Regions from separate parts of the Sus scrofa genome. Here all the other regions are linked to region 3. The links are chromatin contacts, called in public Hi-C and promoter capture Hi-C maps. All regions are on one chromosome and are shown on one strand. Each heading gives the region's core, a stretch centred on a gene start, on an enhancer-like site or on the middle of the called end of the contact. The rest is flanking DNA. Distances are from core to core; before and after follow the strand shown.

Evidence for each region. Promoter capture Hi-C pulls out the DNA fragments that hold promoters and counts their contacts. Hi-C and Micro-C count contacts between places; a contact is called where the count stands out from the background.
Region 1: a contact with region 3 is called in a promoter capture Hi-C map of liver, with 2.9 times the contacts expected there. The contact joins the promoter of RNF145 here to the promoter of TTC1 in region 3. A contact is called at or near these places in 1 of 5 promoter capture datasets (liver), 1 of 47 Hi-C or Micro-C datasets (skeletal muscle) and 1 of 2 datasets of contacts at active chromatin or transcription factors (alveolar macrophages).
Region 2: a contact with region 3 is called in a Hi-C map of liver, with 10 times the contacts expected there. The contact joins the promoter of UBLCP1 here to the promoter of TTC1 in region 3. A contact is called at or near these places in 1 of 5 promoter capture datasets (liver), 3 of 47 Hi-C or Micro-C datasets (heart right ventricle and liver) and 2 of 2 datasets of contacts at active chromatin or transcription factors (alveolar macrophages and skeletal muscle).

What each region holds. Positions count from the first base shown.
Region 1 is chr16:64,249,942-64,254,399 of Sscrofa11.1, forward strand. RNF145 (RING finger protein 145) reads left to right here and starts at 1,831. Exons shown (of 11, transcript XM_021077056.1): 1 at 1,831-1,944. LOC102162058 reads left to right here and starts at 972. Exons shown (of 4, transcript XM_021076824.1): 1 at 972-1,009; 2 at 1,145-1,545; 3 at 3,348-3,377; 4 at 3,563-4,458. The coding sequence starts at 972. The coding sequence ends at 3,609.
Region 2 is chr16:64,203,100-64,207,326 of Sscrofa11.1, forward strand. UBLCP1 (ubiquitin-like domain-containing CTD phosphatase 1) reads right to left here and starts at 2,585. Exons shown (of 11, transcript XM_003134100.4): 1 at 2,269-2,585.
Region 3 is chr16:63,513,630-63,518,529 of Sscrofa11.1, forward strand. TTC1 (tetratricopeptide repeat protein 1) reads right to left here and starts at 1,888. Exons shown (of 8, transcript XM_005672575.3): 1 at 1,758-1,888; 2 at 75-435. The coding sequence starts at 404.

The DNA.
Region 1 (4,458 bases), core at 581-3,080, 740 kb after region 3:
CCATAGGCTTGAATTTCCAAGGAGGGTCCCCAACACAAATCTAACTGAAGGACCTAATTTCTCTTCCAACATGCAGAAGTTGAGGCTTTACAATTTCAGGATGATTCAGCTTAGTGGCAACATTTTACCCACTACTGAGTGTGTATCTTCTGTGTATGCAGGCATTGCCAACCTCAAACGCCAGACTGGTTTGGTTCTGGTAGCAGCAACTGACTTTCCAGAAACAAACCAAAGACAAAGCAAGAAACAGTGTAGAGGTTTTTTTTTTTTTTTTGGAAGGGGCTGGGACAAGGGAATTTGTGGAGAGTGGTGGTGAGGCTGGGAAGTAGAAAATCTGGGGATAAGGAGGCCTGCCAAAGCCCAGAAAACTGGCAAAATCCTTGATTCATTCTGAACCCAATGTGTTTCAGGGTTTGTACTGTGGTTAAATGGGGGAACAAGGTGTGCTGACATTTAAATTAAGGTAGAAATGCTGATCAGTGGTAGTGACTTAGGCAGAACAAATGATTTCCTTACCTTGGGAAGGGGGTGTGTACAATAACCTGTTTTGAACCTTGGACTGAAAGATAAGACAAACACATACCGTTTAATTTCATGCTACAGTAAACATTTTTTGTACAGATTCTTTAAACCAGGGGTTGGAATTTTTAAATTGAAAATACTCAGTGAACAGTTCTCAGTCATTTCTTTATATATCCACTCACTTATTCAACAGAAGCTTATGGAGCGCCTATTCTGTGCTACGCACGGCTGGCCGAGCCATCACAGAAGTGGTCCCTGAGGCCAAGGAGTTGACAGTCTAGACCAGTCAGTATAGGAGTTAAATAAAACTCTGGCATCATTGCTACTGCGGTTGCCTTCGGTGAGGATCAGCTCCTCCAATTCTCCCACGTGGTCCCTGCAGGTAAGTGTGGGTGTGAACGCGTGTGACTCCCGGTGTTTGGGGAGTGTGAGAGGGCACGTGTGTCAGAATGGCGCGTGTCACAGTGCGCGTGCTGGTGTCCGCGTGGTACGCGTCTCCATAGCGGCCCAGACCGGCTGTGCGGCTTCGGGAGGCTTGTGTCGCCCGCCTACGTACCGGAGGCGGCCCGGGAACCACCCCTCCAGCGCGATTGTGAGTGAGCGCGGGAGCACGCGTGCGCAGCCGTGCAGGACGGGGGAGGGGCGCGCCGCCCTGGCAGGGGCGCGCGCAGGCGCACAGCGCGGCAGCCGGGCCACGGCCGCCGCAGAGCGCCGGGGGCGGGAGGAGTGAACCAAGGAGGCCATGGCCGCCGCCGGCTGCTGAGGAGCTCGGCCCGCGAGCGCCTGCCGCCGCGGACGATGGTGACCACACGGGTCGGGTCGCTGCCGCCGCCGCTGCCGCCGCCTCCCAAAACGCAGCATCTAAGGCCCGGCGTGGAGGAGCCGCCGCTGTGAGCCGCGCCGTCCCGGTCCCCGCCGCTGCCGCCCGAGGAGAACGGGAGGGTCGGCGAGAGAGCCGGGGAATTGCGGAGCCCGTCCGTTCGCCGCGGTGCTGCCCCGCAGGGAGGGAGGCCGCAGCCCGAGGTGACTGAGCCGTCCGCGCCGGCCCGCCCCTTCCCATCCCCGCGCCCCTGTCGGCATCCCACATCTTCTGTTCCCCTCTCCCTTCCCCCATGCCGTGGCCCGTTCTGTCCTCTTCTTCCCCTTTGCCCCTTCCCCCCTTGCCCCCTCCTCTTTTCCCAGCGGCGGCGGCGGCGGCGTCCACAGCCCCTCTTAACCCGCAGCGCCCCCTCCCTCCCAACCGCCAGCCCCGCCCGCGGTCCTCCTGCGCCCCCCCCCCCCCACCCGCTTCGGCTCTCTCCGACTCTGCCCTCCTCTCCCGGGGCGGGCTCAGCCCCCTTCCCAGCTCTCGGGCCTTGTCCGCCGCCTCTCCACTCCTCCACCTTCCTGGAGCGATCCCTCATCTCCTCCGGCATTCCTAAGGTGCCCTCACTTAGCGCGCTCCTCCTTCGCCTCCCCAGTACCCCATTTCGGGGCCTTTTCTAAACCCCTTCCTGAGCGTCCCCTTTCTTTGCCCCTTTCCAGCTCTTTTCCTCCAGTCCCAACTTCGAACTTTTCCTCTTTTGCGTCTTTGTCCACTTTGCTTCCAAGCTTCCCCCCTCTTTCCTTTTTCCCTACTCTTTTTTGGTTTACGGAGCCCCAAACTCAGCTTCCGCCCTTTCCTTGGGTTTGAGGTTGTTTAGGGGTGCGGAAAGGCCTGCCAACTCATTCGTCGAATGGGGACCCATTTACTGTGCATCCCATCTGTCAGTCCTTTTTCTTTCTTTTTTTTTTTTACAGTAAGAGCTCTCTCACCCCTTCCTTTTTTTCACCATCGCTTCGTGTCTCGTTTGCCTTCCTTCCCTTCTGCATCCCCCTCTACTCTTGCTTTTTCCCAACCGAGAACCCTGAGATCCTTGCCGCTCCCTTCATGAATGAGTCTCCTTTCTGTTCATGGATGAAGAACTTTGCCCGCCTCTTTCTTCAGAAGCTTTTTGGTGCGTGGCATGGCGGAGCCAGCACCCTTGGCCAGACAGAAGGGGAGCTCCCTGGCACGGGCCTCTCTCCTGGCAGAGTTTTTGTGAACGTAATCCCCTAGCCCCGCGGCGGCAGCGGCCCGGCTGCTGCTGCGTTGCCTGCTTTGCAGCGAGCTGGGTTGGGGTTACTATAGTTCAAACGCAACTGAGATCAGCAGGCGTCGGGGGGGGGGGCGGGGGAGGAGGTTCTGGGAGAGAGGAAGGGGGCTTTGCTGTGGGAAGGCATCAAAGATTAATGGATGGCTTTGCATTGCAGTGTGCAGTAAACAGGAAACTAGTTTGAAAGCAGAGGAGAGGCATTTTTTTTCCTCCAAATTTTTAAAAATACGGACTGTGCAGTTCTAGTGAATCTTGAATCCTGCCCAAAAGATGAGCTGTCTATGCTGCAGTGGTGACCCAGGCTGAACGCCCAATGGCAGAGATAGCAGTTTTTATTTCCTCTGTCTGGCTGCTTAAGTCTAAACATGGCCCTTGTATTCAGAGTGGACTCCCTATCTTTGCTGATTTGGGGATAACCAGCAACCACCGAATTGCTAGTAGTTTTTGTGGAAATCAGGTACTTACAAAGTTAGCTAGCAATGAGTGGGAGTGGGGGAGCACCAGCTATATTTAAAACGTGTTCCGATGCTTATGTAAGAAGTGTGTTCTTCTCCCGGGTATCTCAATTTTTGGATGAGTTTGCTTATGATTTTAGGCTTTACCTCTGCCCAGTAACATTTTCAGGGCTTACCATCCTAACATATGGACAATCAGAAAATCTGTCTTTCTTAAGATTGGCTTTAGCTGATGGTAGTTTTTTTCTTTTCCCAGATTGGATTGGACAGAGGGATGCAATTGATGGTAAATGATAGTTTTTGTTTTTCTTGTGGGGAGGTAAAAAGGTGTCAAATACTTTCTAAATATTGTACTGGAATAATTTTAAATTGGGCTCTATGGCATTCTTATTTTTGTTGTATATTGGAGATGTGAATTCTCTTCATTTTTTGGTAAGGTAACATTTTCCTTTTCTGTTTCTTATTTGACAGTTCTTCAGCAGATGAGAAGAGGAAGAGCTATGACTTTAAAAACTTAAATTTTTCATATTGTTCAGGATGATTTGTTTGATATCTTTATATTCAAAACCAAAATGTAGTGTTTTCAGGAAAGTGTAGAATGAGGCCCCCCCTGTGTTTGCTAACCCAGAAACATGAATGGTGAATTGTGTTATACTTGTACAGGACATTCTTGTGTCCGTAAGTAGCAATTTGCTGCTTCCAAGCCTGGGAAAGTCATTTAATTAAATGGTGTGATCCTGTTTTTGGTTAGCTTTTGTTGAGCCTTTTTATCCGTTATTGAAAAGAAAGTATGGATTTTTTTTTTTTTTAAGCTCTTTTACTTTGTAAAGCATCTTTAACTTTGAGTCACATTTAGTTTCCATTACTTGCTGAGACAGTTTGCCCTAGTGTAACTTTCCTAGTAGTTTAAACATTTCAAGGAGGAGATTTAAAAATCTTGCATGGGAGGTAAAGTATATGTGAGTGAACAAGGCAGGAAATATCACATGTATGGCTTTAGAGAGTGTCAAGCCTTTGGATTTTCTTTGCCGTCACCTCTTCTGCTTATTTTTGAGGATTGTTTAGTGTTGTGTTGGTTTTAAGAGAATTTGAGCTCCTTCTCACTTAGAATGTGCTCTTCAGCTCTGTCCAACAATAAATCTAAGAGAAAGATAAATTGGGCTTGAACCAGACATCTTAGAGATATAATAATGTCTCAGTCTAAGAGAGAAAACTCCATTTTTATTTCATGTTTTTAATTTAGTGATTTGTCAGATGTGAATGATAGCAGGTATCTGCAAATAAGATATATTTCAACAGTTTAGGTATTGGTTTAGTATGTCGTACTCGAGTGTAGTGTATGTATTTATTTAGGTATTTATGGATTA
Region 2 (4,227 bases), core at 1,335-3,834, 690 kb after region 3:
CACAAATATAAGTACACAAAAATTATATAGCAGCTGCCACTTATCAAGAATGTCCCCCCAAAAGCTTTCTACCAGCTTTAATAAATCTGTTCCCCTAACAGGTCAGAGAACTAGATCTTCTAGTCCCAAAGTACTGTATTTCCAAATGCTGTCACATATTTAATAAAACACTCAAGTATTATGACCAACTGCAAGAAAGGTGGCAAATTCTGAATTTTAACATACAAACATAATTCGGAAACAAGATGTCTTTAACAATGCCTGTTAGAAAAGAGCACCACAAATTCATTTATTCTTATGTTTATAACCTGCTCTACTAAAAATTTAAAGGTGTATTACTTGAAGTTAATGTATTCCTTTTGGAGAGAACTTGCTCTAACAAATGTTGTGATCCTCAATAAAAAGTCAAATGGACCTTTTGAGTCAAACTGAAATACCATTTAAATATTATTTTTCTGTAAGAAATGGAAGTAAAATTAAAGTTTAGAAGAATCAGGAATGCAACCAGCACTAATACAGTATGTCCTTTTGGGGAGAGCAGAATATTTGAAGTGAGATCACTTGAACTCCAGGTGAGTGTGTATAAGTCTTTGCACCTCTAGACAGTGTTCTCAAAGCGTGGTCTCCAGACCAACCAATAATAGGACCCAACTTGGTAACTTGTGAAAAATATAACTGGTCTGGAAAGATGAGACCTAGCAATCTGTGTTTTAGCAAATCCCAGTCCTCACCTCCCCCCACCTCTGAGGAACCCTAAAGTCTGAGAGCCAGTGCTCCAGATTCTTCAATTTTCTCAGCCTTAAAAAAGAAAATGCAGATGGCTTGGGCTCTATATGCTTAGTAAAGCAGTATACAAATGTTGTGCATCACCTATGCCCCAAGCAAGAATTCCCAATTGGCAACTGTCCTAAAGAACCAAGCACAACAAAACAAACACCGGAAAAACTTTTAATACATAAAGTCCTTAAAACTGTTTTTCAAAGTTTCTGAACTTCATTCCTTCAATATTCAGATCATTCACAACAATGAAGCAACACACTGCAAACGCACGAGTCATTTTATGTTTTCACATTTAGCCTTCTTTCTTACACAATTCTAATGCTTTGTATCACCTTGGACCCTCTTAGATTTATTAACTGAAAAATGACTTGGGGGTGGGGGTGGCAATCAAATGCAAAGGAGTAAGCAAGAAGCACTCCTTTACGGTGTACCTCTCAACAGTTAAGAATGGCTGTTTGGGTAAATTCTCCTAACAAACATACAGTGGTAACTTTCTCTAGTCAAGGCAGGAATTTTTACTTGACAAGAATACTGTTAGGGCATGAGGTAACAGCCGTGACAGCACTATGTAGACTGTAAAAAGCAATATGAATGGCGGTGATGATAGAAAAGTAACATGCTCAACAAATTAATTGAATCATCTCATTTAATCTTCACAATCTAAACTGACAACTAGTGTCTTCGTTACGCAGATCAGAAAACCGAAAAAGGAGAAAAACAACTTGCCAGAGACCATACAACTAAAAAGTAGCAAAGGTTGTTAACTTGAAAATAACAGCAGCAAAAGTTAACACCTTAGGAATTGAGATAAGGGAGTTAACTTTTCAACTTGCCTACTTAAAAGGTAACTATTAAAGTACTGTCAACTCCCAACTCGAGACAGCACAGCAGCAGCAACTGCGAGGGAGTGGAGAGGCAAGAGCTTCGGGAAGTAACTGGTGGGACAGCATAAAAAGGAGGTAGAGGAGTTCCCGCTGTGACACAACAGGATTAGCGCCTTGGTAGCGCTGGGGCGCAGGTTCTATTCCCGGTCCGACCCAGTGGGTTGGGGATCCCGAGTTGCGGTAGCTGAGGCTTAGGTCATGTCGGTGGCTCGGATATGTCGCCGGGCGGCCCAAAAAAGGGAGCGGGGGAGTAGAGATGCCCCCAGCCGAAGAGGGCCAGGATGCGTTCCACAGGTAGGAGAAGAGATGGGCAAACCCCAGAAGAGAAACGAGGGAGAAATGAGGTTTGGGGACGCAAAACCCACTGAGTCCTCCACACAGTCGAGGAGGCCGGATGCGAGGGCGGCAGCCCTAGTGCTGAGCCGGCGGAGGTTGGAGGCCTGGGCCGCGAACCAGGGCAGACGCGGACGGGGCACCCACAAGCAGCTCCAGCCTGCACGCCGGGCGGAAGCAGAGGAGACGTCAAGGGGACAGCAAAGCTGCGGTCCCCTAGCCCAACGGTGTCTCCGCGGCCAGCGCGCCGCTACACTCCTCTTCCCCTCACCTGGAACAGCGGACGCAGGATCCCCGGCAACAGCGGACGCAGGATCCGACCGCAGCGGAACCCCAGACGACCGGAAGTGAGAGGCGAGGACCGGAACCGGTTAACGAACCGGAAGTTAGGCTTTTAAACGGAAGCGCGCGGGGGACGGGAGTGCTGTTTCCCTTGTTTCTCTTTGGGTAGTGATGCTGCATAGCCCCTGCTTCATAGAGACGTCGTCGCCGAGACTAGGGGACCAGGCCTTTACGAGAGTGTGGCCGCTGTGCAGATGCCTGCGATCCCACGGCGGTGGCGGCCCTCACCTGTTCTGCGCATGCGTCCCACTCGCGGGCTCTGAGGCGGGCGGAGGTTGGAGGGCTGGGCTATGACGTCTCTGGTATTGTTTCGCCGAAGTCGGAGCTGGGACGGAGTCGCTTCGCCGGCTTCCCCGGTTATTCTTGAGATCTTCGCGGGACTCAAGCCTAGGACTCCTGTGGCTTTGTTATGTTCCGAATGAGGTCTGAAAGGTGACGTTTGAGGACTGTAAACTTGAGAACTCTTCCTGGCCCCCGGGGCCACCAACACCAGTAATTCTACCCATTTTTCCCAATGTAAAGGGAAACAGATTCCTCAAGAAAGGGAAGGGGCAAGCCCAAGTCTTGGAAGACAAGAAAGCAAATCTGATTTTGAGAGCTGCCGTCGAGGTTACTGTAGTACTGTATCCACCCGCCCCTTCAATCTTCCCTCAGAATGTTAATTACAAACCTTGACAAAAGAATTCCAGACTTCAGTGGATTTTTGGAGCAGCCCTTAGCTGGTATTTATAGCGAACTCTCAATGTGCATCACTTTATGTTAGGAAAAAAAAATTGCCCACCAGATTGTTGTGGCGCCAAACAAAACTTGGGTTTGAGGAAGGTAAAAATAATATTGGCACCAAGTATGCACCAGTCCTTAAATTACTTGTATATTTCTTTCTTGGCAGCGATTGTAACTGATCCATGATTCCCTTTGGCTGCCGTGGAAAGTAAGCAAAGAGCCAGGTTTTATGTCTTAGCAGTTTTTTAGTTAAGACATGTAAACTACTTTGCGTTTTCCTTTACTTTTGTGGTAATTTTTACTTCACTAGTATGAGTGTGCTCATTTTTAAAAATGAAACATTTTCAGCAAAAAGCATTACCTCTTTCCTCCAAAAAATAGGGAAGGGAAAACCCCACGTTAAAAGAGTTTGTACAAAAGTCATACATTAGCAATCCAGCCAAAGAGATGGTCAAAAGGCGAGGAACTGGACTCCAGAATGAATTATAATCTTTCAATCCAATCTTTTTTTATTTGTTCCAATGCCAAGCAGCTTCTTGACCACTTCATATTTTTGCAGTGGTGGTTAAAGAAGCTTGTTTCCTCTCCCCACCCCCAGGGGACGGGCCCAAGCCTGCCGCTTGTAGAAGTTCCTAGGCGGCAAATCCAACCTTGCCACAACAGAAACCCGTGCTGCTGCCGTGACAACTGAGAAGCTTGTTTTTCTTAATATTACAGTGAGCTAAAACATTTTTAAGGCTTTACTAATTCTAAGCAACAGGATCCATAAGGAGGTTCTTTTTAATCATGGAATAGCTTTGTACAAATGGTCTGATAAGTCTGGTATTACTAAAGTAAATAATTTAATAATTACAAATCATCTAACCAAGTGTTGAACAGTAGTATTTCTCAGAAAATAATGGTAGTGGAGTATTGTAGTCAAATGGTCCATTTAACAGATGATTTTAAGTTATGCCCATATCTCAATTCCTCCAAGTCCATTTATCTTTAGCTAAACATTCATTATATCAAAGATAATGTTGAGAAAACACTTCAAGTCGATTGAAAGCTATCATTTGAAGAAAAGAACTGGACTCTTGGTAACTAGCAATGAATATAAAGTGGACTTTAGGAGTTCCCATTGTGGCTCACTGGAAACAAATCTGACTAGGATCCACGAGGATGA
Region 3 (4,900 bases), core at 638-3,137:
TTAAAAAAAAAAAAACAAAAACAAAAGGAAGCTAGACAACATAGCAAATCATGCACAATAAATGTAATATATACCTTTTTCTCCTCATCTGGCATGTTTTTTTCCAGTTCTATTAGGTATTCTTCATCTAGTTCAGAGGAATTCACATCATCATCAGATTTGTTCTCAACCTTGTTGGGTCCTGGCTCCTCCTCAAATGAGGCACTAGAGTCATGAAAGCACTCCTCTTCTTCCTGGTCTTCCTGGGGACGAGCCTCAACATCCTTGTGCAGCTTGCTCTGGGTATGGTCATCTTTGGCATTAGCAACTGGAGGGCTAACACATTCTGCTTCGTGGGTATCTGTAACTTTCAAACCATTGAACATATCCTCTGAAACCATACAGTTTTCTGACTTCTCTCCCATGCTCAATCGTGAAGGAGGTGAAGCTCAAACTCTGGGAAAGAGAAAACATGTTAGGTAATGGTTATTTATCTACCTATCAAATGCTAACCATCACATCTGAACAAATTCCTGCATCAAAGCCCAAATTGTACCCTAACATCTTTTCATTGAAATTCATTCATTTATGTATTCACATATAAAGGATATCATAAGTCCATAAACAATGTCAAATGTAATTTTAACCGATACTTTTCAGAACTTTTTTTTTTTTTTTTTGCTTTTTAGGGCCACATCTGTAGCACATAGAAGGTCCTAGGCTAGGGGTCAAATAGGGGCTGTAGCCACTGGCCTACACCACAGCCACAGTAATGCCAGATCCTAGCCACCTCTGGGACCTACCCCACTGCTCACAGCAACGCAGGATCCTAAACCCACTGAGCAAGGCCAGGGATCCAGCCTGCATCCTCATGGATACTAGTTGGGTTCGTTAGCCGCTGAGCCACAATGGGAACTCCCCAGCACTTCTCATAAGCAACAAGATAAAACCTATTTAAACGTGACTCTTCCACTTTCCACTTCTTCCAGTTTGTCCCAGTAGCAAAAAAGTAGGCAGAAGTGAAAACAATGGCAAGAAAAATGAAGAGTCCCTAACCTTTATTCAGAATAAACAGCAGGTTGTAAATAAGAAACTATGGCCTGTCTTTCCAGCACCACCACACGAATTACCAAAAGAGTAATTATCAATTTCACCCAAATGTGTGTGGTAGAGCCGAGGCAGGTTAGAGTGGAAGGGGAGCCCTGGCTCAGGTGGCCCTAATCAGGATTCTCAAGGGGGTCAGAATCAGCCACTAAAAGCGTGGTTCTCAACCCTGGCTGCACAACATTAACACTTTGGACGCTTTACAAGAACGAGTGCTCACTATCTTACACTCTACAGATTCTGATTTACTGGTCTGGTGTGGAGCCAGGGCATCTGTATTTTTAAAAAGGCATCTCAGGTGATTCTCACGTGCAGCCAATTGAGAACCACTGCTGCAGAAGCTGAGTCAGACTGTCACCAGCCCCGCCCCTCCGGTCGCAACAAATTCACGCCAACGACCCTTGCTTGTGTTGCGACAATAGCCCGAATTCCCTCCAGCACGTCTCAAGAAAACTTAAAACAACACGATTTTAATAAGGAGACTTGCCTCCACAGCAACGTTTTGTTTCTCTGCGCTCCCAGGTGGAGTGGAAAAACGCAGGAGGTTGAGGCCCCAGGGTTAAAGACGGGCCACCCCACGCTCCCCAAGGATTCGTACCCTAGCTGTGTCCCTAAACCTGAAGAGAAGACACCTAGGCGGCTACTTACTGCTTCACAGCTCCTAGCGTCCTCACCTTCCCAGCTTGAGATCCTCTTCTTCCGCTCAGTCAAGGGCTCTTCCGTCGGCGCCAATAGCGTCGCTGTTCGCAAAGCGTCCTGGGAAATGTAGTAAAACCTCCAGGAGAGAGGGCGTATCTGTCCCTGTGTGACGTCATTGTACGACCTGAAGTATAAGAGACGGTTGCCATCTTGAGTTACGGCTAGTCTCCGTGTAACTCAGCGTCGGAGGGAAAAAGAAAAAGAGAAAGGCTGTTTCTGTGCTGTTCCTTTTACACCTTGGCTCTGACCTTTCTCATGCTGCCTGTGCTGTGTACAGAGGAATCCTGAAGCTTTACTTGTCCAAAAGTAAAGTTTTCGATCGAATGGTTCTCGCAGTGTGCATTTTAAGGGCTTCACTGCTAGATCAACAGTGTTGATAATAATAAGTTGTTATCTGCCTTTCCATGTTCTTTCCCGCATGAATGTTCAGTGGATTTTCCAGAGGCTTTGTGTCCTGTGATAGCGCAATGGATTGAATACAGAAGGAGTGATAAAAATTCAGATGTCTTCTATTCAGCCAGAGATTTGCAAAAAGGTAAAACACCACCATATATATATATATATATATACACATATGTATATATATGTATATGTGTATATATGTATGTATATATATATATGTATATGTATATATAGTTTTGGAAAACATAATTATCATCTATAAAAGGATTATTTGTGTTAGCATGTAATGGGTGTATTGTTATCCTAAGTGAATTAATAAATTAATATTACAATTTTTTCAGTTCTTACACAGTAACCCACATAAACAAAAGCTTTTTATGGTCCTTCATAATATTTGAGAATGTTAAGTGGCCCTGAAACCAAAAGCAAACTGTTGGCCTACATAGTCATTCAGAAAACGTTACTGAATGTTTATTAGACCCCAAGCAATGGAGTTCCCATTGTGGCACAGCGGAAGCAATCTGACTAGTAGCCATGAAGATGCCGGTTAGATCTCTGGCTTCACTCAGTAGGTGGGGATCCGGCATTGCCCTGAATTGTGGTGTCTGTTGCAGACTCAGCTGGGATCCCGCGTTGCTGTGGCTGTGGTGTAGGCTGGCAGCTATAGCTCTGATTCGACCCTTAGTCTGGGAACTTCCCATATGCTGTGGGTGCAGCCCTAAAAAGCAACAACAACAAAAAGGCAAAACAAACAAACAAAAACAAAAACCTGTGTATATATGTGTGTGTCAATTTTGGAGACTTTTTAATATTTCTTAATTTTTAAAATACAGCAGGAACTTCAAAAAAGTGTTTAGATTTTAAGACCTTTAAGAAGTCCTGTTAATAAATTCTGGTGTGATAGAAAGGCTGTAAATTTTAGAACAAACTAAGTAAATAAATAAAATAAATGCATTATAGCGTCAGCTCTTTAATTTTAATTTTTTAGGGCCGCACCTACAGTATATGGAGAGTCCCAGGCTAAGGGTCGAATCAGAGCTGAAGCCGCTGGCTTATGCCACAGCCACAGCAATATGGGGCCTGAGCCGAGTCTGCGACCTATAGCACAGCTCACAGCAATGCTGGATCCTTAACTCACCAAGTGAGGCCAGGGATCAAATCTGCATCCTCATGGATACTAGTCAGATTTGTTTCCGCTGAGCCAGGACTGAAACTCCAGTGTCAGCTTTTTTACTTTACTAGCTGTCCAACTTTGGATGGTAATTCTAATAGCTAACCTTCATTGATTATGTGCTTATTAGGTACTACATGTCATGAAAAAAGCTTTAGGTGGATTATTTGATTATTGGAATTCTAATTCTGGCTCCATCATTTGACTACCTGTATTACTTTGGAGCAAATTAATTAGTGCTTCTAAGCTTAATATATAAATTTATCTCATATGCAAAAATTGGATAACACTGGATCCTCCCACTTAAGTTTTTGGCAGAGAGAAATGAGAAAATCTAGAAGACAAGGACCACAGGCCTAGGCACATGATGTTTCATGAATGTTAAAGACAATACGTGACAGGCCTTGTGACAACAGCTGGAGACAAGAGACCTAATATGAAACAGTCCCATCCGTAAGAAGTCAGGGGTGGGGGAAGGGGGGAGAGGGGGGAATAAAGGCACTGCTGAGCCCCAAAGAATAAGCAATCCACTCTTTTCTTTCTATATCAAGAAGACCAACATCCAGTTGGGCCAGTTTGGTAGATCTTTACTAATAAGACATTTGAGTTAGGCTGCTGAAAGAGGAATAATTCATTAAGAGGACAAAAACAGGAGAGGCTGAAGGACATCAAAAAAATATTTTTAGAGATGCAAGCCAACCAATCAATTCCTGGAACCGCAGAGATTTTGTCTCTTTTTGCTTACAAACCCCTCTGTAAAAGGAAATTCATCTAGAGAGCAGTGCTGTTGTTATTTTCCCAGCACAAAGATCTCCTCTGTCTTGTTTACAGTTATGAGGGGTCAGTGAACATCCTGTTATCACATGGGGGAATGGTCCTCTTTCAGGAATTTATGACCAAAACACAGAGGAACTCAGTGCTCTGATGGGTTGTGTCAAAAGATTTTGTGACGTCTGGAATTTCCTTATCCCACTGTTGTAAGAATTAAACATGTCTTATCTAAAACACAGAAAGTAAGTACTCAAGGTGGGAAAAAAATACTTTTCTTGTGGGGATGGGGGCGGGAGGGGACATGCCTATGGCATGCAGAGGTTCCCAGGCCTGGGATCAAACCTGGGGAGTGGGGAAGGGGGGAGAGGGGGGATAAAGGCACTACTGAGCTCCAAAGAATAAGCAATGAAAACACCAAACCCTTAACCACTAGGCCACCAGGGAACTCAAAAAAAATCCTTTAATATGAACAGCACTTAGCACAGCAAGTGCTCAATAAATATTTGCTGTTATTGTAATCATTATTATTATTATTACTTTAAATTTTTAAAAATTAAAAAAAATTTTTTTTTTTTTTGTCTTTTTGCCATGTCTTGGGCTGTTCCTGCAGCATATGGAGGTTCCCAGGCTAGGGGTCCAATCAGAGCTGTAGCCACCAGCCTACGCCAGAGCCACAGCAACGCGGGATCCGAGCCGAGTCTGCAATCTACACCACAGCCCACGGCAATGCCAGATCCTCAATCCACTGAGCAAGGCCAGGGATCGAACCCGCAA